Linked DNA regions of Mus musculus: all the other regions are linked to region 2. A link is a contact called in public Hi-C and HiChIP or PLAC-seq data. All regions are on one chromosome and are shown on one strand. Each heading gives the region's core, a stretch centred on a gene start, on an enhancer-like site or on the middle of the called end of the contact. The rest is flanking DNA. Distances are from core to core; before and after follow the strand shown. Region 1 has its middle 26 kb from the start of Gm51549. Region 2 overlaps Zfhx3 (zinc finger homeobox 3). Region 3 has its middle 110 kb from the start of Gm39242. Region 4 overlaps Pmfbp1 (polyamine modulated factor 1 binding protein 1).

The links. A called contact is a pair of places that touch in the nucleus more often than the background predicts. HiChIP or PLAC-seq counts read pairs in DNA pulled down with a chosen protein or histone mark.
Region 1: an H3K4me3 HiChIP or PLAC-seq map of embryonic basal ganglia shows a contact between it and region 2, with 4 times the contacts expected there. The contact joins two enhancer-like sites. A contact is called at or near these places in 1 of 484 Hi-C or Micro-C datasets (myocytes) and 2 of 115 datasets of contacts at active chromatin or transcription factors (embryonic basal ganglia and embryonic stem cells).
Region 3: an H3K4me3 HiChIP or PLAC-seq map of embryonic basal ganglia shows a contact between it and region 2, with 7 times the contacts expected there. The contact joins two enhancer-like sites. A contact is called at or near these places in 6 of 484 Hi-C or Micro-C datasets (the N1E-115 cell line, cortical neurons, embryonic fibroblasts and 2 more), 8 of 115 datasets of contacts at active chromatin or transcription factors (astrocytes, craniofacial prominence, embryonic basal ganglia and 5 more) and 1 of 9 other capture datasets (embryonic stem cells).
Region 4: a contact with region 2 is called in a Hi-C map of cerebral cortex, with 6 times the contacts expected there. The contact joins two enhancer-like sites. A contact is called at or near these places in 1 of 15 datasets of contacts at CTCF or cohesin (large pre-B cells), 5 of 484 Hi-C or Micro-C datasets (the Ba/F3 cell line, cerebral cortex and cortical neurons), 1 of 115 datasets of contacts at active chromatin or transcription factors (astrocytes) and 1 of 9 other capture datasets (embryonic stem cells).

Annotation. Positions count from the first base shown.
Region 1 is chr8:108,364,979-108,370,845 of GRCm38.p6, forward strand. It overlaps a transcript of Zfhx3 not described here. Among named protein-coding and RNA genes, the nearest start is that of Gm51549, 26 kb to the right of the region's middle. Within about 2 kb of position 4,338, at least 35 of the 459 cell types and tissues checked have an H3K27ac peak or open chromatin away from gene starts, as enhancers often do. A contact at or near this core is called in embryonic basal ganglia, where this site is marked.
Region 2 is chr8:108,895,170-108,901,023 of GRCm38.p6, forward strand. All of the region lies in intron 4 of Zfhx3 (zinc finger homeobox 3), which reads left to right. Among named protein-coding and RNA genes, the nearest start is that of Mir3108, 39 kb to the right of the region's middle. Within about 2 kb of position 1,477, at least 138 of the 459 cell types and tissues checked have an H3K27ac peak or open chromatin away from gene starts, as enhancers often do. A contact at or near this core is called in the Ba/F3 cell line, the N1E-115 cell line, cerebral cortex and 1 more, where this site is marked.
Region 3 is chr8:107,939,421-107,945,609 of GRCm38.p6, forward strand. No RefSeq gene overlaps it. Among named protein-coding and RNA genes, the nearest start is that of Gm39242, 110 kb to the left of the region's middle. Within about 2 kb of position 3,626, at least 25 of the 459 cell types and tissues checked have an H3K27ac peak or open chromatin away from gene starts, as enhancers often do. A contact at or near this core is called in the N1E-115 cell line and embryonic basal ganglia, where this site is marked.
Region 4 is chr8:109,533,884-109,539,751 of GRCm38.p6, forward strand. It overlaps Pmfbp1 (polyamine modulated factor 1 binding protein 1), which reads left to right. Exons shown (of 21, transcript NM_019938.3): 15 at 1,929-2,093; 16 at 2,669-2,836; 17 at 3,154-3,321; 18 at 4,058-4,161; 19 at 4,716-4,790. Among named protein-coding and RNA genes, the nearest start is that of Dhx38, 29 kb to the right of the region's middle. Within about 2 kb of position 3,013, at least 24 of the 459 cell types and tissues checked have an H3K27ac peak or open chromatin away from gene starts, as enhancers often do. A contact at or near this core is called in the Ba/F3 cell line and cerebral cortex, where this site is marked.

The DNA of each region.
Region 1 (5,867 bases), core at 3,088-5,587, 530 kb before region 2:
AGCTGTCTTAGTGGCTCTCATTACAATTCTGTGGTTCAAGGTAGTTTAACCTTTGGGACTAGTCAGTCTATGGGCAGCTAGATGAGAGAGATAATCAGAGCCAAGACCAGGCTAGTAGGGATCTTTGTAAGTTTTCTATTGCTATGAAGAGACACCAAGATCACAGCAACTCTTATAAAGGAAAGCATTTAATTGGGGCTGGCTTACAGTTTCAGAGGTTTAGTTCATTATTGTCATGGTGGGGAGCTTGGTGGCATGTAGACAAGAATGAAAACTGAGAGTTCTACCTCCAGATCCAAAGGCAACCGGAAGGGAGAAAGCCATTGGGACTTGCTTGGACCCTTGAAACCTCAAAGCCCATCCCCAGTTATAAACTTCCTCCAATAAGGCCACAGCTATTCCAACAAGGCCCCACCTACTCCAGCAAGGCCATACCTCCTAATCCCTCTCAAGTAACACCACTTTCCAATGACCCAGCATTCAAATATACGGGTCTATGGGGGCCATTCCCATTCAAACTACCACACTAAAGTTCTCTGGAAGAATAAGAGCCAGCAATGGGCTGTGTATGTAGAGCCTTGGCTGTACTGAGCCTTTGACACCCCTAATCTCACAGAACTACACACTAAGGATACCGAGTGAACATAGGCACCCAAGGAATTAAGCAGTGACAAGTAATGAGATTGAAGCCACTTGTGTTGGTTGGGATGCTTTTGTGGTGAGACTGGTAAACTCTATCCCGGACTGGCTTAAACAGTAAGGAATGCTTTGTGTCATCACCTCTTCCTATGGTTAGCCCTAGGCTGGGCTCTCAGATGTGTGAGCTCAATGGCTCATTAATATCATCGAGGACATGGGCTTTTTCATCTCTCCTAAATAACTGTTCTTGGTGTGGTGGCTTGCTTTCTTCTCAGGTCCCTTCAGATTACAGTGTGGGTGAATTCCAGACATCACACTGTAACTTGCTATTGCCCAGAGATGTAATGAGAAAAGAAAACAACCCCCATTTCAGATTCCTTTTGATTGTTCAAGAATCTTGTACATATATATGACATGTTTGGATCAACTCCACCCTCCGTCCATTTCTTCCCCCTGTAACTCCCCCCCCCCATCTCTCCCCACCACTGTTCTCTCCCAGGTTCATGCACTCTTTTTAAAACTCTCTGAGTCCACCTAGGGCAATCATGAATGTGAGCACAGGACTATCTTCTGAAGCAAGGGTAGACTCTCAAGGACCACATCCCCAAAGAAAACTGACTCTTTTCCTAGTAGCCATCAATTGCCAATAGTTACTCAGCTAGGGTGGGACTTCATAACTCCCTCCCATGTCCAGGCAGGGACTTCATCTGACTTGATCATGTACAGGTCTTGTCTATGCAGTGATAGACATAGTGAGTGCATGTGTACAGCTTCAAGACTGTGTCCAGAAAACACTGTTTCACTGTAGTAATTCTCTGCTTCTAGTGCTTAAAACCTCTCTGCCATCTCTCCCATGATGATCCCTGAGCCTTGGGATCCTCAGAGTTGTGGCAGCGATGTCCCATTTAGGATTATGCACTATGTATTCTTATCCTCTGCATACTGATCAGTTGTGAGTCTCTGTTTTAACCACCATCTCTTGGGGTGGGAGTGGGGGCTTCTCTGAGGAGAATTGAAAGATATACTAATCTATGGGTATGAAGATAAATACTTAAAAGGTGGTTTAGTAGCATCGCCATTTAGCAGATTAATGGTGGTAGTTTTTCCCCTAGGGTCTATTGCCTATGCAGCTATGGGTTCTTGACCAGTCGATACTAATAGGCAAGCTAGGCATGAATTCTGTCTTTGGAATGGGGCTTTAAGCTGATCAGAAAGTGGTTGGTTATTCACATAACACTCATGCCACTATCCTGCCAGTGGGCATATCTTAGACTATGTACTATTGTAGCTCAAATGGTTCACAGTTGAATAGCATGCACAGTGCCTTCCAGAACTGTGAAAGCTATCCCATAGAGAGAAGACTTCCAGGCGAGCACCATCTTGATTCTGAGACTCAATAATGGAGGTATCTTCATCAATAGAATCTTAGCATCAAGTTCTGGAAGGTGACTAAGAACATTGGCCATAGCCCATAATATTGGGATGTCTGTGGGACTCCACTGACCAGGAGCTTCAAAAGAGGTGACCCATTTCTGGGGACATTATTATTTCTGTTTGTTGATGAAAAGCTTTTTACCTAGAAGCCCTTCTTTCCTTAGAACCAGAAGACTGGACCGAAGCCAATCACTGCTAAGTGTCTAAGACAGCATCCAGCAAAGCACTGTGAAAGAGAGGATGGAGGCAGGGAAAAGTGGAAGAAAAAAAAAGACGATGGAAAGTCTGTAGGCTAGGGAGATTAGCACTGTCAACCATAGCCATGGTTTGAACACCAAGGAAGAACTAGCCTTCTACCAATAACTGTGCCTACCTCACATTTGGTATTTAAATGCTATTTCAATAATATTCCAATACTATTTCAAAACTGTAGGAATTCCAAATTGTTTTTTTTTCCCTTACAGCTCTTGATGAACAAAGAATTAGGGACTAAATCATATGTATTCCCCAGATTTCTCTATAGAAGTTCTAACCTCCTGTTTCTCAGAATGTGGGTATATTTGAGGAGGAAGTCTTTAATGAGATAATCACATTAAAGGGCCCAGAAGGGCCAGCAAGACAGCTCAGTGGGTACTTTACAACCTGAGACTGACCCCAGGATCCACATGCTGGAAGGGGAGAACGGACTCTTAACATATTGTCCTCTGACCTTCACATGTGCATCTTGAAGTGCACACAGACACACAAAGTAAATAAGTATTTAAAAACTAGGTCACTAAGGTGGATTCGAGCACAGTATCACTAGTATCCTCTAAGAGCCGAGCAGAGTCTGGAAGCACAGGACACTTACGATGAATACAGCAGAAGATGGTTTAGAATTACAAGTTCAAGAGCAGCTTAGGCAGCTTAACAAGAGCCTGTCTTAGACTAGATTAAAAAAAAAAATTAAAAGTAGCTAGGGGTTGGGTGAGGCTCATGAGACCCAACCCATGGATCTATAGGCAGTTTATAGATACTGGAGTAGCCCATGATAAACTATTGTCTACTTGGTTTTGATGAAGAAATGCCTAGAAGGCAGCAGGTGTTATGATCGGTCTCTGTGAGGTCTTGTGAGCTTCACGGGGGACTCTGAGAGGGTGCTCTAGTTAGGGAAAAACTGGCATGGTTTAAGTTGGGGACTTTTCTAATGTTCTCTGAAATTTCAGGTGGTAGTCATTTGGGATTAAAAAAAAAAAAAAACTAGGTTAAGTTTCAGAGAAAGGAGAGACAGATAGACACTCCCCTTGGGAAAACTAAGTCCTGCCCAGTTACTAAGGGAAGCACTGGAGAGATGGAGCCATGTTCTTGGTTATCAAGTTTAGAGCATCTGGAACTGTTCTCCACCACGTATGAATTCCATGTCTACCAAGGGATGACCAGGCGCGTGCACACGTGCGCGCACACATGCACACACACCTGCAAAGATGATTATTTGGTCTCTCCTGCCTAGAGTGTCTTGATTTTATTTTCTGTTGATTTTTATTGGCATAAAACGTTTCACTTTTACCTTTCTGCATTTATCACAATGACAGGGACATTGAAATGGTGGCTGTAAATGAAATATGTATGTATCCTGAAGATATTTGTGTAATTTAGGAAAATTATTCTGCACATTCATTCAAAGGAAATGGCTCCATCCCTGTCTTGCTAACACCACGAAAAGCCTTCACTAATCGTACCCAAACATAAGAACGAGCACACATTACTTAAACATACCAAATACACGAACATATAAATAGTGTTTAAAAATATCTCTTACACAATAAATTACCATCACTATGTTAAAATACCAATTCTAGAGAAAATTGATTTAAGAAAAATAGCTAATCACAGTGCCCCATAAAAGCAGCATTTTTTTTTCTATAGCATTTAATTTTCAAGCCAAGAGATTCGGATGCTTGTCTCATTTTGTGCGTTCCATTATAATTTTTTTCCATTCATTTGCTGAACAATCATCTTCTAAAACATCCCACTTCTGCCGTGGTATCAACTGGCGAGTTACCAAAAAGATGTAAATGATTTAATTGAATTAGTTTAATTAGGTAAATTAACAGTTAAGCATATCACTCACAGGCTTGTTCTGTTTATACTACGTTAGGGAGATAATTTAGTGCGGAAGCAGGAGGAGGGGCATGACCAAAATTCCAATGTAATGAGCCAGATTAGCTGGCAGAGGGAGAAACACAAAGATAGCAGTTGCTGGCACTACGTCTGGGTAAATAATTCATGTGCTCGAGTTATTACGTAACATAGACAGTCAAAGGGATAGTCAGGAATGAGCAGGCAAAAATACCACTGTGAGAGTGACCAAGGTTCCCTGGCCCTTCCAGAAACATATTTTCAGAAGTTTCTAGCCTTCTTGGGCTAATTCAGACAAATTGAGGTGATGCATAGCAGCCTGGGGGAGGCAAACATCTGAATGAATGCTGAAAGAAACAAATAAGCTATGGTTTGATTGCTATGAGTATATACCACTAAATTAAGCAAAACAGGCTGCTTTAACCATGAGACTGCATTCATTCTTTGTTGGAGGCAGGAGGTCTCATACATCATAAAATATTTACCTACATCCCTGAGATCTACCTATCAGAGGCCAGTAGTACTTTCTTTCTATTGCTGACAAGCCACAGATCTCTAGAAGTTGTCAGTTGTTCCCAGGGCAGAAAGGCCAAAAATGCCTGGCTGAGAACCCCTGGAATAAGCCTATTCAATGTTATGTAAAATGAAGGTGTGTGTGTGAGAGTGTCTGTGTGTTATGTGTGGATGTGTTCATATATGTGCAGAAGCCCAGGTACATGCATGCTTATACATGGGAAGGCCAGAGGTCAGCCTCAAGACTCATTCCTCAGGATCTTTCTGTCCACCGTGTTTTGTGAGACAGTTGCTCACTAGGACATGGGACATGCCAATTCTGTTAGATGCCTGGCTACTGAGCCACAGGGATCCACCCATCTCTACTTCTTTTTTGTTTTGTTTGTTTGTTTGTTTGTTTGTTTGCTCTGGGTAAGTTAGACTTGAACTCGGGTTCCCGTGCTTGCTTGTAAGCACTGACTGACAGGGCTCTTTTTTCCATTTTAGGAGTCTTGTTTTAGTGAATTGTTCATGGAAAGATGTAACATTCATGGTATCTCTATCAACCTTATGGAATCTTACTTAAAATATAAGAAAGAAATGTTGGTTACTTCTAGTAGGGTTCTGTTATTCTTTCTCACTGACCCATCCACTTATTCATTCAGCTGGCAGCTGTCAAGAATAGGTGTAGAGTCTCAGTGTGTTCAGAGAGGGCTAATACCTTCTTCATATGTGTGAATGGCAAAGCCAAACAGTGAGTGTGGATGCTGACAGATGGGGGAGACTCAGGACATCATGTGCATTGGTGAGCACCTCGAGTAACCCCCTTTTAATTCTGTGGACACAGAAACATGAGCCACCACCATGGCATCAAAAGCTGACATTATACACAAGTGGGCATAGTGACACACTGGAAATTCGGAGCGTGGGGACTAAAAGTCCAAGTTAACTTTTAGAAAGAGCAACATTATTTTTTTAAGGCCACACCCATTGAAGTGAAGGCTGATTTAGCCACTTACCAGCAGTGCTACATGGGCACACTGCTGAGGTCTGAGCTCTTCTGTCCTTACCTATAAATAACAGTAGCATCAGTGTACATTTAAGTGAGATGGGTTGTAAAGGTCCTTGGCACTGTATCTGCCCCATAAAAGTCAATCAATAATTATTAGTTCTCCCATCTTTAG
Region 2 (5,854 bases), core at 227-2,726:
AGCTGATCATGTGATGCCAATGGGCAGTGGTTGTTGCTGATGTGGTAGTCTTTTTGTATGCAGGAGCTCAGATTGAAAGATGTGTGTGATACTATTTTCAACTCATGCCTGTAATTGCTGGGTATTAGTGCGCGTGTCCACGGTGCACAGAACAGCTGGTGTGACTGCTCCGAAGAGGCCAGTGGCTTGAGACAGTGCCCTAGATTGTCCCAAGAGCTGATGGCTGGAGTAGGTGTTTTCATGCTGGTCCCATGGTTGCGTGCGAGCATGGCCAGGTTCCAGCCTGGGGATCAGACTGTTGTGTTGGCCCCTTCTGCAGACACATCTGACTTTTCCAGTCCTTCTGTTTCCTGCCCCAGTCCCTCCACTATCTCCCTCCAGCTCATAGCCGCCCCCCCCCCCCACACACACACACAACAAAACCATTCTGTCATCCCTAAAATATAGAAGGATGGTTTTCAAATGCAAGAGCAGGGGAAAGAAAAGGACATTTGTTTTCTGTTAGATGAACCCTGAATAGCACCCAGACCAGCTGGGCTTTGGTAGACAGCTCAAGTCCAGGCATGCTGGACATGGCTCTGTCTCCTGTCCCTGAGCAACTCGGAAACCGAATGGCAGCCGCTGGCCAGGAATTGATTGAATTAATTGATATGCCAATAAGAGAGCTTGTTACATCCACCATTGGTTAGGAGGCCAGCTAACAAGTCTCCTGATCAATGGCACCAATAAAGATTTCATCCATTAATGAGCAACATGGTAATTAATGTTATCCATAAACCAATTAGCCTAGCTAGCTAACGCGCAGAGATTAGCCCAATGCATGGCATCACAGAAAGCGGGCAGATAACTAACTACCCATGTGGCATGGTTTGGGTCTTCAGGAAGCTCCACGGAAGAGATCCTAGCCCTCTGCAGAGTGTTCTAGGTGGAGAAAGGAAACATCTCTGATCCTGGCAGAGAGAAAAGGCTGCCAGCTTGCTGAGCCCCAACACTGGAGTGCAGCAGAGCCCCACACCTGGAGGCGCAGCTGGATAGATGCGTTTCTCTTCCTACCCTTCCGCTGAACAGCCTTCCTACAGGTCTCCAAAGGGCTGTTAGGGGTGTAATGGAATGACTGAGTCCCCAGGTCACTCTGGTCCCAGCTGGGCATGTTCTCCCTGAGGACACCCCATCTGAAGCTCACAGGCATTCCCCTGCGCTCCTGGAGGGCGGGCCATGGCCTCTTCTGGGAACCATGAGCAAGGTTGGTAAAGTAATTAAGCCCCCCAACCCCCACGTTTCACTAGGAAGAATTTTTTTTTCTTTTTTGCTAAAAGAAAAGAGAAACAGATGATTTGAAGCCGGGGCCCTTTCCCTTCCCCTGGTTTTCTGAAATGACATCAGTGGGGTGATTGCCAAGTATAACCTGGCAGCCTGGCGGCTCTGCCTGACTGCCTGAGATTTCTGGGGACCATGCAGCTCGCCAGCTCCAGCCGTGGCAGCATGCCAAGGTGACGTTCCGTGACTAAGCAGAAACAAGGGAGAGGGAGAGAGGGAGGAAGAAGGTATGTGTGGTTGGGGAGCCGGGGGAGAGAGTGGTCTGGGCAGGGTGTGGCATGGGGAGCCGGGGAGCTGAGGAGGCATGCCCGGGGGCACCAACTCAAGAGGCTGGATGTCAGGGGAGCACACTGGAAGGCCAGGAAGGGTTCCTTGGGCACTGCCTGGGGGTGGTGGTGGCACAGGGCAGCAGCCACGGATCCAGCCTGCGAGATTGCCGAATGAAGGGGTCCTGACTTCACAGGGAACCAAATGAGCCATGCACAGGAGCAGCCCAGAGGGCCTGGCCATAGAAGGAGGTGGCTTAGGGAAGCTTTTAGCAACATCAGGCCCGGGTGGTTCTCTGCAGCGGAGTTCGCTTTGCATTGTTAGGTATTGACCCTCAGAGACCCCTTGTGGATTCCCTAATTGAAAATTAATACTAGATCAATGCCATGAGCAATTTGCATATTGATCATAAACAACTTTGAAGGCACCGAGTGTGCAGTGAATCAATAGGGCCCCTGAATAGGCGGCGGAGGGAGCACCTCCCAGTACAGTACACTCCAAGAAAGGTTAATGCTTTGGGAAGTCCCTAACTGCTCAGTGTGGGGATCAGCCCCCCACACTGCACAGCATCCACAAGAGCAATTAGGGTCAGACCTAAGCAGTCGCCCCTCGACCTCCTCTGCTCCCCATCCCCAAACCCAGAGGTGGGGGCGGCTCTCTGTCTGTGTGATTCAGGGGCTGGACAGAAAGAAGGGTTTTTAGCAGTTTCCTTTTTTGGAGATAGATGAAGCCTTGGGGTGGTTTATTCTGGGAAATGCACTGTAAAAGGAACGAGCCAAGCTAAGGCTCCAGTGATTGTCCTGGCCCCTTCCCCAAACACAGTTTTGGTGAAATGAAATGGGGGGTGGGGTGGGGTGGAGCCTGGCTTTGGCGAGCTGCCTCTTCTGGCTTTTGCTCAATGAGGAAAACCCACACTAGCTTTTCCTTGGACAGAGTTGGCCCAGTCTTTGCTTCCTATTCATTGAGTTTCCACTTTCTGGCCTCTACCCCCCAGGCTCTATCATTTGCCCCCCACCTTGGGGGGGGGCATACCTTCCTGACCCTGCTCTGGCTCTCAGCCTAGTCTTTCTGCCTTTGCTACATCCCTGGCAGGCCTGGAAGGGGCTCCCAAAGGTAGGCACTTTTTACCTGACTCCCACTGCCTCCTCCCCCCTGCCTGGCCTGTCTCCAGTCCCTCTCCTCTCTTGGCGAGCGGAACAGCAAGTTGGCCAGCCCTGGTGAGAGCCACACACAGCTCTGTGCTTTTCTACCAAACCTGGCTGTCCAGCCATATCCCTGAGACAGGGAAGAGGGAGGCCTATGGAGCCAACCACAGAGGGGAGTGTGAGTTCACTAGGAGAGGCCTCTCTTCTGTGCAGGGAGCTGAGCAGACTTACATCCACAACAGCCAGTGTAAGAAAACACAGTTCCCCACCCAACTCTGAGTTTCTGTTGATTGTCCCCCTCCGAGTTCCATAAGGGCTAATTCAGGGCCTCTGTAGAGGCTCCTGTTACATCACAGGCAATACAGCTTTTAGAAAAGGGATGCACAAAAGGATCTGCCATGGTGGCTGATGTATGTATCTTTGTGCCATTACAATCCTGGATTCCCCTGCCGCCATCTTGAATCCTACTCTCATTCCTCGTGTTATCCTCTCAGCTGCCCCGTGCATGTTTTTGGCGCCTGGTGACCACTGCTGGCTTACCAGGCATCGAGACATGTCTCAGTACGACACCAAGCCTAGGCAGCGGGTGGGTGGTAGTCCCCTTCCCATGTGCATCTCTTCACCCTGGAGCCGGCTTTATCAGACTCACGTGTATTTATCAGCATATGGTAGCCTTTCTGTGGGGAAACTTTTTGGGGGCCTCCATGTGAAGAGGACTGCAACCAAGGCCAGATGCCATGGTAGTTGGGCCCAAGGTAGTGTGTGCTCACAGGAAGATGTAATGAGAAGGAGGAAGAGGAGGAGGAAAAGGAGGAAGAGAAGTCGGTGGCCGTGTGTTCAAAGACTCTGGCCCTGCAGTGGCCAACAAAACCTGTCAGGCCTTGGCCTCCAGAACCTGTGTGACCCTTGCCTTCAGTCACTGCTCTGGCTGGCCTTCGTGCCTAGGGTAGGTGTCACAGGTGAACAGCCAGTGGGCTGACAATAGATGGCAGGGGAGTGTGCTCCCCTGTAAGCCACAGTGGTAGTTGTAAAACATAACCAACCATTAGAAACATGTGCCTTGGCATTAGCCCTGTCGGCCCCCAGCCTGTGCCCTTCACCCGTCCCTGAGCCTCTCTCAGTCTCAGTTTCCTCGTCTGTGGAACGGAACGGTGGATTGCATTACTTCAGCCAAGTGGATGCTGTGTGGCTACCGTGTCCCCCATCAGGCACAAGTGTATGTCACCTAGCTGGGCGTGGGGCTGGTTCTCATGGTAGTGATAAAGGACAGGGAGCAAGCGAGCGCATCACCGTCGCTGGGTTAGCCCCCATGTGCCCAGCTGCCTGTATCCTCACTCTGCAATTAAAGCTTCTGTGACCAGGTCAAAGAAAAGGCTCCGTGGACAGGCGGGGTGAGCGGTGACCTGCAGGGACCAGGTGAAGAGCCCATGTGGCTGGGCTGGGCGTGGCTGGGCTGGGCGTGGCTGGGCGTGGCTACAGCCCCTGCCAGCCCGGCAGCCGTCCCTGTGCATGTGATTACCTCATTGTGGAACCATTCATTGACTTGGCTGCACCATGCTGATGAACTGAGACCGAGGACAAGAGCTCCTAATTGAGGGAAATAAATTCCCATCACAGGCCTGTCTGCGGCCAGGAGTAAGGACACACTGCATTGGGTCTGCACAGTGTTGGGGTGGGGATGCAGGTGTTTGTGTGGATACAAAGAGACAGCCTCCCCCACCCCCGCCCCCTTCCAGCCTGCATATCCATTGGGTATGGTGGTCGGAAGAAGGATGCAGGGGGCTGTGGTCCTGCCTCTGTCTCCCACTTGATGCCTTAGTTCCAGGAGGAAGTCTCGTGTGTGTTTGCACACTGCCGTCTTTCTGTGCACCTGCAGGGCAGGCACCTAACATGGCCTCCCTCAGGGTTCCCCACACCTGTGTTGTCTGTCATTTGCTCCATCTCTCTGTGTGCTTGCTGGCCTTCAGCTCTGTGCTCTTCAGGTCTCCCTCTTTGAAGACACTGAAGGGACACACCTCATTGCTGCCTTCCTCAGTAGAAGTTGTGTTTTGAAATGAGGCAAGGTGTGAGCAGGGTTGCTTTCCCAGTTATTCATCCACTTGCAGACGATTCAACAAAGAACTAGGCCTGGAAGTACTGACCACGGGAGCACTTAGCAAGACCTTAAGACAAAGAATTTAGGAACAGAGGGCTAGAGAGATGGCTCAGTGGGCAAAGTGCTTGCCATGCAAACCCAAGCCTGGTTCCCAGCACCCGTGTAAAAAACGGGGTGAAAGCAAGGTGCTGAGGTATGTACCCACATTCCTGGTGCTAGGGAGGCAGAGGCAGGAGGTGGAAGATTTCTAGGACTGAAGGTGAGCTCCAATTTCAGAGAGAGGCCGTGTCTTGAAAAAGGCAGAAAAGCTATCGAAGACGCTAGACAGTGTCTTTGGCTTCCACATGTACACATGAAGATGTACCCTCCACACCGCCATGAGCCACAAAGACAGACACACAAGAGAATCTAGGGATGAGAATCATTTTCAGAAAGCTGAACCAAAGAGTCCCACGAGCAGCCGCCCACGTTAACACGCCTGACCATCTCGCGACCGTGGATTTCCTAAGATGGGCAATGCGGGTCACCAGCCTCCGGTATCCCAGGTTGGCCGTTCCGAATCAGTTGTTTAGTTCCCAGTGAAGAGATCCCCCCTCCGGTGCTGTCTGGGTCGTAAGAGACATTTCCTGGAATGCACAGCCCATGTGCTGCCCACATAATGGCTGGGCCAGAGAGGAAGGTTGCCTCAGTTACAAAGAAGCACGGGCGGCGTACAGGCAGAGCAGAAGAGAAAAGGAGAGCCCTCACTTGACACCCTGTGACCCCAGCTGGTGGAGCTGAATGCTGGAGAGGCAGGGCTGGAATTGCAGTCACTTTAGATTATTTGGAGTGAGGAGAGGCAGGGAAAAAAAGGGTCTGTTGACTACAGGAAGCTGAATTCTTCCCCTACTGAAAAGCTTATTAGCGGAAGGGGAAAAACAATTACTTGACTTTGCCGGGCTCTCCGCGGCTGGGACTCGGGCCTGTGGCAGCAACCCTGCCACCCGAAGCCTTGGACTTACCCCGGACCTAGAGTGCTTCTGGGATCCAC
Region 3 (6,189 bases), core at 2,376-4,875, 950 kb before region 2:
GTCCATGGAGTGGCTTAGGAGGGCACCTTATTAGCTCTAACAGACTGGCTAGCACAGGTCACCTCTCTGCCGCCCTCTCCCCTCAGCAGGACCACTCATGTCTGGACTGTATTTGGGAAGAAAGAAGTGAGGGGGAGGGGAAGGAATATGCTTCAGGCCCCTCTCATCTTCTTAGCGTTTACAGCTATTTTTTTTTCTTCACTATTCCAATGAGCTATTCTTGCTCTGAGTCCCAGCCCTATTCTTCCCTTCCCCATAACTGCTCATTCTTTTCCCCTTGGTAGTTTATCTGTCTTTGCATGGTGCTGTTAAAACAGGAATCCTAGCCAGGGCCCAGCCCTCCTTATTTGTTTCATTTGTAGAAGTCACCCCTGAGTAAGTGTTCATAAATATATAGCTAAATGAATATTTACTCTGCTGATACACACATGTGAACGCGCGGGCGTGTGCGCGCGCGTGCACACACACACACACACACACACACACGAGAGAGAGAGAGAGAGAGAGAGAGAGAGAGAGAGAGGGAGAGAGAGAGAGAGAGAGAGAGAGGGAGGCTGGGGATATAGGATCCAGCATTGTATTTCAGCTTCCAATTAATATGACCAGCCACAGGAAATAAGACAGAATATAGATATACACGCCTACACCTTTTACTGTCTTCAAAAATTAAGATCAATCCCATTTTAGAATGTTATAAATCCATAGGATAGTGTAAATCAATCACACCCAGCCTCGTGATTCTCAGATTTTCACAGAAGAAAAAGGTTAGCTAACTACCCTCTTTTTTCTCCACCAGCATGTCTGTGCCGCCTTTGATTTTTCCTCCATCCTAGCTTTACGCCTCACCTCCCCCCCCCAAGCCCCCAGCCCCCATTCTCCATCCAAAAATGAATGCAAAGAAATACTATTAGGCTGTCTGGTTATGTATTTTTTATGAGGCCATACAAGACGCTGTCTGACCCCTCGCCGCTCGTGTTATAAGCACATTGAAGATGCTTTTCATTTGGCTTTTGCTTTTCAGCCTGGGTGACCTCTATTAAATAAAAAAAAGGGGGAGGTGGGGGGCTGTGAGGGGAGGCCTAATATGTGACCCCAGGGACTGGTCGCTTCAAGGATTACATTTAATTCATATGATAATATTGAAATATAACGTTCCTGGCTCTAATGCTGTGGCTAGTTTCTCTTTCTTTTTATTTTCAGAGGCCTGGTGATGAGTCTTGTCATAGATATTTTTCATCAGTTTAGAGCAGAGCTCTAGCCCAAATACTGGGGTCAGGGCCTTAAAATTACCTTCTTTCCTCTTCAAATTCTGGATGGGAACATTAAAAAAAAGTCTCTTTTCCTGGTTTCTGTGAGACGCAGAGACATTAATTCCTTTCTCATGTGTGTCTACCAAGAGCTCTGTTTCAGATAAAGAAACAATTCGTATTTAACATTTTTGTCACCTACGCCCAACTACTCACTCCCAAATTCTTTATTACTATAAAAGATAACATCTTTTTAATGTACATACACAAAAATACATACATATACATACATACACATGCATTCATGCATGCACATATATATACACATACATACTTCCTTCTTGTTCCCTTCCTCTTCCTTCCATCCTGTCAGTTGTAGATATATAAAGCTAATCTCCTGTATGTGACATGTGTGGTCATTTATATAATGACTTGCCTTTGGGTCCTTGTGTCTGACCTCTCTCTCTCTCTCTCTTTATATATATATATATACACACACACATACATATATGTGTGTGTATATGTATATGCATATATACACACACACACATATATCCCTATATTGACATTACTCTAGAATTATCCCATTTTTATAATGCTCACATTAGTTGGTGAATGTACATTTGCACAGGACTTACACATTCACCAAGGTAGTATTTGCCCCCTGCTTCCCTGCTCCAGCTTAACACTGTCTATGGCGTTTAAGTTTTTGACTGATGCAGCAAACCAGTTTTCAAACACCCCCTCCCACCACCACCCCCAAGCCAGTTTTCAGAATCACAATCCTGTTAAAGGTTCCTCGGACAGCTGATGTCTCCCTGCCCCCCGCCCCCCCCACCCCGGTTGAAATGAACTGGTTGAGAGATAGGACTCAACTCCCCCACCATTCAAATGTTTTGAAAATTTTTTATTCCTTTCACTTGAATAGAGCAGTACTTAATTTCCTGGAATCAGCTTCCGTTCCTCAGTGCTGTGTGTCGCTGTCCTCCAAGGCAGGTTCTTTGGAGGGACGGTAGCATCTCACCAGAGCTAATAAAGTCAATTAGGGTAATGCTATACAGTGGGCCACTAGAAAATCAGATGCGTCTGCCTTGGTCCTCTGTTTTCAGATCATACCAATCTTGCTCTTCATAAAGAATATATAGAGAAAGGGCTTTTATTATTAGTGCGTAGATATATATTAAATTGCAATCTCTCTCTCCCCCCTCTCCTTTCCCCCTCTCTCCTCAACCCCCCCCCACTTCTCTCATTTCTTTTTAGTTATTGAGAGAGAGAGAGAGAGAGAGAGAGAGAGAGAGAGAGAGAGAGAGAGAGAGAGAACTTGGGAAAAAAATCTGCGGACATGTTCACACGTTTTCATTACCAGAAATGTACCGCTGAAAACTGATCAAAGCTGGGAAAATCACGGCGGCGGCTGAAGCCCCCATCTCCAGCCTGTCTGTTATTATTACCCAGGTATTACCACAAATGTGATTCAGCAAATAAAGCCCCTGGCTGCCTGGCTCCCTCTGCAATCAGCAAGCCAAGTGGATCTGCCATGGGGTTTCCTGAAGGGACTCCTAATTGTCTTGCATGTGTTTGTCTCCCAATCTGAATATTCCTGGCATCCGGGAGACTAGTGGGAAATGTACAGATGTCTCCAAGTACACATGGAGTCCCTATATGTTTTTGCCTTTGTCAGTCACCGTATGCGAGAGAGATGTTTTAAAGCACAGAGCCCAGGTTCTCCTTTGTAAGGCATTAAGCTATGACCCTCCTCCTCTCTTCCCGCCCCCCAGTAGCCCTGGACTTCAAGATGCCTCCTTGACTGGAGCCTAACATGGAGTTGTCTTTTTTATTTTTTATTTTTTTAAACCCAGTCACAACACAGAGAGAGGAGGAGGAGGAGGAAGAGAGAGAGAGAGAGAGAGAGAGAGAGAGAGAGAGAGAGAGAGAGAGAGAGAGAGAGAGAGAGCCTGAAGGATGGGTCTCAAAAATTGTAAAGGAGCCACAGGGAACCCCCTTTGCGAGCTACAGAAAGCAGGCTAGCTGAGGTAAGGTAGATGTGAAAGTCTTTCTTTTCTTTTTTCTTTTCTTCCCTCTCTCTGTCTCTTGCTGGTGTGTCTCCCTCTCTGCCTTCTCCCTCCCTCTTCCTAAGCGCCCCCCCTCCCCTTTCCCTATGTATTCGTGTGTTCTTCTCTCAGTAGCTTGTCTCTCTTTGGATCTGGGAGGGTGGCTGGGGTGGGGGGAGCCACCTAACTTCTTCCCCGCTTAAGCAGTCTGAGAATGGAACTCATGTGAATATGTAAATAGGACTCCTGGCCGCGTTGCCGACACGTGTATGTGTTGTATCTTCCCCCCCACCTCCCTGTCTCAGCGTCTGATCTTCAACAGATTGCTGTTGTTTCCTCTGATCGCGAGCACAGCGTGCTGGAAAGAGAGATGGGGTGGGGGGGGGGGGAGGTGGAGATTGGAGGGAGTGTGTTGTGGGGCTGGGAGGGAGGAAATCATGACAAGATTGCTGTGACTTTTTTATATTAATGTGTGGCTTTTTTCCCTAGCTCATTTGCATGTCAAAGTGGCGGAGGTATGAGGGCACAGATTAGTATGGAGATGACATAATGATGTAATGAATTAAATGTGATCACTTCTCCCAAGCTGGGGGTGAGGTGGGGGTGGTGGTGGGGAGGACAGCGAGGTGGGGAGGGGGAAGCTAGTGTCAGACAGCCAGGGTGAGCCAGCAAGAGGGGAGAACTGCTTCTGATCTGCACCGTGGTTGATTGATGTCACCGGCTCGCGGAATGCATCTTTTTATTGTGATGATGATGATGGTGATGGTGCTGATTGAGATGATTACACTTATCGTTAGTGTGAAATTTGAATTTTAAGTGGTCAGTGCCAGATCTGCACCCCCAGCCCCCCCCCCCCCCCCGCCCAGTGCACATGATTATTTGGTCCATCAGTGCAAACCCTTCACTGTCAAAATCTAACACCACTCTAGCCTCCGCTTTTATTTAAAAAAAAAAAAAAAAAAAAGAGGACGGTGCAACCTCCAGGAAAGAGAAGATGACTAATTTGTGATATCACACAGAAGGCTGGATTACAAGGCCTTTTCATGGGGCTTCAGTTCTGGTTTTGAGTAAGCAGAAAAGAAAAAAAAAAGAAAGAAAGAAAGAAAGAAAGAAAGAAAGAAAGAAAGAAAGAAAGAAAGAGAGAGAAAAGAAAAAACAGGAGGGGAAAGGAGATTTAAAACATTTTTATTATGAGAAGAGAAAGACAGAGACAGAGGCAGGAGAGAGAGAGAGAGAGAGAGAGAGAGAGAGAGAGAGAGAGAGAGAATCTTTCACTATATCGGTAGGGTGGCCAAGGTTTTCACCATTGACAGTAAGGAAAATGCAATTTCATCTCAGGCGTACAGCGTTATCTCTCTTTAATAACAAAACCAAACTAGGCTGATTGCGAACAAAGCAAATCCCCAGCCAACCCAGTGTGAGAAGCAGCAGAAATCGGGACATTTACCGTCCTCCTTTAGCCTGTTTTATACGCAACACCTGAAAATGTGCATACAGCAGTTGCAAATGGGAGGAAGGGGGAGGCTCTCTCCTCTCCCCTTAAAAATGTGTGTATAATTAAAAAGGAAATGAAGAAGAATATACATATAAACTCCAAAGATTTTTTTTTTTTTTTTAGAGTTGGAGCTTTATTTTTGGTCAAATTCATCCTGTGAGCCAGCAAGTTTTCTTTGACTCCTTCTAGTATCCTGCTCCTTGGGATTTCCTAAGGTATAGAAAATCGGTATAGCAACTTGGAACTAATTGTCCTTGTTGCAATAGCCCGGATGGTATGAAGGGGCACTTAGGAATTCACAGACGTCACTAACATTAATTTATTGAAAAAGAAAATCCAAAGCAACTCCATTAGTTGTTTTTCCCCCCTCCCTTGTTATTGTTAAGGGCTTTAAATGGATTTCCTAATTGGATAATTTTATTCACAAAGAATAATACACAGATGGAAAACAAGCCCGGACGCTGGGATGGGGGCGGAGTTGGCAGGCAGAAAGAAGGAGAATCGTCAGCGCGAAGCAGCAGGGTCAAGTTCATGGAGACCCTTCTCAGAAGTTATGCTAAGAAGGGCAGAGGGTGCCGGGAACAACATGGATGTGAGAGCCACCTGACCCCCGGGCCCGCGGGAGGCAGATGGGTGTCTTAAACATGTTCAGACAACACAGCGGAGGATGCGTTTGCCTCCTTTCTGTCGTGTTTAAAGTAAAGCCCGCCATGACTGGGGCTTGTTGATGATAGCTGCTTGCCGTGCAGCCCAACCTCAGGTTTCTTAAGTTGCAGGCATCCCCGGGGTTTCCCTTCTCTCGGGTGCTGTGATCAGATCTGCGTTTCCTGTCTCCCAAGTCCATCGTTTTGTCGGCGGCGAGCTGGGCTTCTGACATCTCTCTTCTCTTACCTGGTTGTGTTTATTATAGACCAGATCCCAGTGAATGCCACACACAGACACTATTAGTAGCAAAGCGTATCAGGTCCCCTTCTTATACCCGCCACCTGCTAAATACATGCAGTGTGAGGGCAAAGTTCTGGAGTCCTGGTCCTTCTGCCTCCACACCGGTATCCTTATCCTTTCATTCCCCAGGTAGCCTGTGGCCTCCACAGCGTCCTGCTTTCTCCCTGCCTTAGTCCTCTATGCCAATAAAGAAGAAAGGCAGCCATGAGGATTGTTACTATTGATCTGCCCAAGGGGATCATTAGGCGTCCGTATCAATCTACAAATCAGTAGGCCTGTGTTACTAGCCTGGGCAGTCATTGCCAATTTGTTCCTATTAGATGGCCGAGCCTGGAGGTGTGTGATGAGCAGTCGGTCTTTATCTCTGCGCTGGGTTTACAGGCTTGCTGCCAGATGCCAGAGTTCACTCGAGTTTTATTTTGGGGAGTGGACGTGGTGGAGGGTGCATGTG
Region 4 (5,868 bases), core at 1,763-4,262, 640 kb after region 2:
TCATTTGTATATATTAATTCTACGAACATCTTAGTTAGCTTGCTTATACATCGGCTTTGTTTATTCTCACGAGGTGTGCCCTTGTGTACGTGCATCTCCGCTGCTAGAGATGAAGCCCCAAGCCTTTTGTACACTAGGCCCATGAACTCATTTATCTTGAGGCAGGGTCTCACTAGCCCAGGCTGGCCTCAAACTCATGGCCCTCCCACCTCTATTTCCTACATGCTGGGATTAAAGGCACACGCCACACCTCCAGCTCATGGGTTGTTTTTAGTAAGATAATTAGACCATTTGTAAACAACACGGTTCTCTAAATATTTCTTTGTAATATTTATCTTTGTTTTATTTGTCTTGCCTTATCACATTGGGCGGTATCTTTGGTTTGATGACGGGCTGCAGCGCTAGTAGGCATCTTGTCCTTTGCTCTTAAGGCCATGCATCGGCTTCAGTACCATGTGCCCGATGGGCTTAGTGCTGCCTTTATCGGCTTCCTTCGGTTCCTCCGTTAGAGGTTTGTCAGTATAGGTGTTGAATTCTGTCAAGTGCCTACTTCTTATGGTCAAGGTAATACCATCTTTCTCCTTAACTCAGTACTATAGCAAAGGTAATCATAGTTGTGACTCCTCTTTGTGTTTCTAGTTTGGCTCCTGTTCTCTCTCTCTCTTGTTCTCTCTCTCTCTCTCTAAGATTTATTTATTTACTATATGTAGGTACACTGTAGTTGTCTTCAGACTTACCATAAGAAGGCATCTGATCTCATTACGGATGGTTGTAAGCCACCATGTGGTTGCTGGGATTTGAACTCAGGACCTTCAGAAGAGCAGTCAGTGCTCTTACCTGCTGAGCCATCTCGCCAGCCCACAGAATTGTTCTAAAAAAAAAAAAAAAAAACTGCCAAAGTTGTGTCCAGTAAGACCCCCACCCCTTGCACCATACAATATTTGAATCTCTAACTAAACACCTGAAAACTTACGTTTTATTTTACGACTATTTCGTGCCTATTTTGTGTTGGGCTCTGAGGTCCAACAAGGAGGCAGAGGTGACCAAAATACATACAGGGCTGGGTAGGCAGAATGCTGAATCATATCTGTGAGCTGGTGTTGGGTTCTAGATCTGCGTGTGTGCAGGTGCTCATGGGTATTCGTGAACATATATGTGTGGTGCATGTGGAGACCAGAGGACAACTTCAGATAATTCCTCGTCTGTCATCTGACTTTTTTTTTTTCTGAGACAGGGTCTTTCAGTGACCTAGAAATCACCAAACAGGCTAGTCTGCTTGGCCTGTGAATCCCAGAGGGTTACTTATTTAATGTCCCCAGAACTGGGATTATAAGAGCATACTGCCATACCCAGCATCTTTTTAAAAATTTTTTTATGTAAATGTATATATGATTTGGCTACATGTATCCCTGTGAACCACATGCATGCAATGCCTACGGAAGCCAGTAGAGGGCATCAGATCCCCCAGGACTGGAGTTACAGATGGTTGTAAGCCACTATGTAAGAACCAGGAATTGAACTTGGGTCCTCACTGGGCCATCTCTCCAGCCCCAAGATCCATCTTTTTAAAACAGGTTCTATGAGTCTAACGCAAGTCCTTGAAAGCACTGTATGGACCGAGCTATCTCCCCAGCGCAATCTCCCCAGCCCAGACAGACATCTTTGCATCTATGAAACATATCTTATCTACTTAGCAGGTTCCGGAGCTTTTTTTTTTATATTGGCGATATGGTAGCCATAAAGAGAAACGAAGCTGGAGAGATACCAAGCAGCTCAGAAGGGGCTCTGCTCTTCCTATCAGGGAGGCGGAGATGTGCGCGTGCACATCAGCAGCTATGACAGAGCGCCCAATTCCTGTCTGCCTCCTACAGTCGCGCATCTGTGCATGCCAGGAACAGCCTTGATAGTGATGTTCTTGTTCCCTAAAGATAGCCCGCCAGAAGGATTCCATCATGATTCTGCAGACACAGCTGGATTCGGCTATCCAGAAAGAGAAGAACTGTTTCCAGAACATGGTTAGTAAAGAAGCTTATGAGGAACTTGTGCGGAAGTCGGGCAACTGCCAGGACGACCTGACACAGGCCCTGGAGAAGGTGAGGCCACGCAAGGTGAGGCCACGCCCACTCTCTGCCAAAGAAGTAGTCAAAGAAACTCGGGGGGGGGGGGCTACGAGTGGACAGGAGTCAATTTCTTGTATGACTGACACTCTTCAGTGCTTTTTAACCCTTGCCCGGACAGGGCGGTCTGTCCAACGAAGGCCTGCGTTCTCTTAGTTTTATATGTTGGTGTCCTCGGCTTCGTTGTAGGGTGGCAGAGATGATAATATCGAACCAGTCTTCCCGCTCACTGGTGATTCACAGACAGGGTTTTTCCCAAAGTCTGGATTATCAGGGGAATCCATGCCCCGTCTCTGGTGGTCATGTCTACAGATCGGTGGGGAAAAAAAAAAACAAAAAACAAAAAACTGGAAATGGAATGAGGAAGGATGAAAGACTGGGAAGAGAGGTGAAAGCCACCTGCTCTCCCTCCCCTTCCCTCTGGACCACCTGCAGCCTGACCATGGGCACCACCACAGAGAGGGCCTGGGACCTTCTGTACTAAAGACTCAGCCGAGAAGACCAAGGGCCCTGGAGGCCACTCTAATCCACTCTGTGTTTTCTGCTGAAAGCTCACTCAGGCAACCTCAGAGACAAAGAGCCTGAATCGCTCCTTGCAACAGACCCAGGAGAGGAAAGCTCAACTGGAAGATGAAATCGCGGCTTATGAGGAAAGGATGAAAAAGCTCAATATGGAGTTAAAAAAACTGCAGGGCTTCCAACAGCAGAGCGAGCAAGAGGTGAGAGTTTGGGGGTGGGGGAGGGGACGCTCACTCGGGCTCCCTTCCTATTAGAGGTCCACAAGGTCACCTTTTGCAGGCAGAATTATTTAGCACTCAGCCAGTACCCTTTGGCTGCTGGGTTCACTCCACCTTCTCTGCTTGTGGACTGACAGGCAGGCAAGGAAGGAAGATCAGAGCAGGGGCGCCCTCTGCTGGTCACTGGAAATTAAAGGCACACACCCCTGTACTCCCCCCAAGCCAGTCTACTCCTCCTTGCCTGGTCCCGTCTTCCCTACTACCCCTCCCCAATCCCCTCACTTTGCACTCCTGAGTAGGTGCACAACTTTGACAAGAAGCTGGAGGAGATGAGCAACCAGGTGTTGCAGTGGCAGAGGCAGCACCAGAGTGACCTTAAGATGTTGGCAGCTAAGGAGTCGCAGCTCCGAGAATTCCAGGAGGAAATGGCGACCCTAAGAGAGAGCCTCCTTGCAGATGAGAAGGAGGTGGGCACAGTTTGGATTCTGTCACTTCCTCTCCACCCCTCCTGACTGGGCAATTTGGGGGGATGGAAGGAACACACACTTACACACACACACACACACATACACACACACACACACACACACACACACACACACACATGCATTATTCAGCAGGGAGCCGAGTCTGGATAGTTCTGGGTCATTTCTAACCAAGAGAAGCCTGGTCCCAGCAAAAGACTGGGACATCAGTTTCCACTCACAAAGATGCCCCCCTCCCACCCCTACCCTGGTTTGCTGCCCTCTGAGCATGTCCTGCTAGTTTTTGCCATCCAAGCAGATAAGAAGCTTTCTAGACAAGCCACACATCCAGCAACCAGAGCAGGGACATCCACGGCAGACCACAGGGCCCTTGCTCAAATGAAAAAGAAGCACCTCTTCTTCCTGGTTGTCTTCTTCCGTTGGCTGTGTTTATACTTGTTCTAAAACACTGCTGTTTTAGAACAAGTCACTCCACTGCCATTAGCCTGAGAATCATTACTATCAGTGTACATATCAGCCACGAACCGTGCCTCCTCCGAGGTGTCACCACTGTGAGTTACGCAGGTTCCTCATGTGGCAGCTCTAGCCTCAGGTTGGGCAGCAGAGCTGATTTTTTTTTTCTTTTCTCAGAAAGAAGAATCCAGTATTTGGGGGAGGGGGAGGTAGCAGTCGGTGTTCTCATCCCTTATCGTCTTGTTTTTCCTTCCTGTGTGTAAAGCCGTACTCCCCGCCTGCAAAGCTAACCCCCAAAGAAACCTGCAGGCACCACCGGGAGAATGACCAGATTATGAACAACGTGGAACAATGGGCAAAGGAGCAGAAGTGAGTATTTGAGACAGAGGTAGGGTAGGTCCCACGGCCAGGAAGAACTGAGAACCACAGTGACAAGTCAGTCACACATGCTTGCCGGAGAACTCACTCACAAGAACTGAGAATCAGACAAGAGGGGTCTGGCCCTTTCAGGCCATCTTGCAAACCCTGCTATATAGCAACAGAGTAGCATCCGACGGGAAGGCCCGTTTCCAGGAGGTCCAAGCTTCTTCTTCCTAAGTTGGGATCCAACCTTGCAAAGCCTGTAGCATAGCAACAGAGTAGCATCAGAAGCACAGAGCCCGTTTCCATGAGGTCCACGCTTCCTCTTCCTAAGTTGGGATCCAACCTCACTTGGAATCCAATCCCTTGTAGACCAAGGCATTAGTAGAATGTGAGTCCCTTTGTGACTGACAAGGCTCTCCCTCTAGGGAAGAGGTGATTGATGGGGGGCAGGAGGGGGGCAAGGAGCCAGCAGAAACCCTCCTGGGAAGACCCAGTGCCCATCAGCCAGCTTCTCGCAGCTCTAGGGAAGAGTCATCCCTCCCCTGTGTGTTTTGTTACAGGATTGCCAATGAGAAGTTGGGAAACAAGCTGAGAGAGCAGGTTAAATACATTGCCAAGTTGACTGGCGAAAAGGAGTAAGTCTTCCTCCCTGGACAGTTGCCTCTTGGGACCACCCCTGGTTGATTGACATTCTGTATGGGGACCAGCCCCCCAGGAAAAACAAAACAAAACTAAGATCCAGGCAGACCCTGAGACCCGAAACAGTTCCTTTGCAACACTAACATGTCACTTGACTATACTGACAAGGGACCTTAATACCTTCCCCCTCAATGGCAATACAGTAAGAGATCACACACCTCCTTCTTCCACTCAACTCCTGTGAGTTTCAGAGGCTGAGGGCATTAAGAAAAGAATGAGTAGTGGCAGACAGGACTATGTGTATGGACTAAGTGGCTGGAAGAGATGTCCATGAACGAAGGCGAAAGGAAGCCATGGCTCACTGCTTTCAAGGCAGGAAGTCCAGGTTGAAGGTTCCTCTGCTTGACCTTGTCCTCGGGAAACTGAGGCACCTTTACTTAGGGTCCTACTCTCCCTGTGACCCTGCTTCACCTCCTGGTCAAAGGTTTGTCTATTGGGAGTGAGGCATGGCTGTGTAAGGGAGGTTGAGGACAGAGGTGAAGAAATGAGTGTCTAAAAGTGGAATCTTGGGGGTGGTGAAGGTTCAGGCAGTGACATGGCCTAGGGTAGGGGTTCCCAGGCTTTTTCCATGGAGCATAGAGACTACCATGATTGACAGTCCAGGAGGGTGTGGAGAGGGTTTGCATGTGTCAACGTTGGCCAAAGCAGCAGTTGCCTCATGCTCTGTTATGAGGGCTGAGAATGTCAATGTCTCTGACACCTGGATCCCATCTGGGGCTCCTGGGAGCAAGCTTCATCCTGAGCTAGGATAATGGGTTGAAGAGAAGAACAGAACCACCGTGAATGGAGAGTACAAAGCCAAGGCTGGGCATAGGATGGGCTTTTCGGAATATAAAAGACACACATATACTGGTAGAAGAGAAGGGTCCATACTAGACCCTGCCTAGGGGCACACGGACTGGCGAGCTACAGGAAAAGAGGCAGGATATTCAGAGAGCAAGTGGATAAACCATGTGACCAGTGAGGAGGCTGGGGATCAACCCTGTCACAGGATTGCTCTAAAAAGGACCGCGA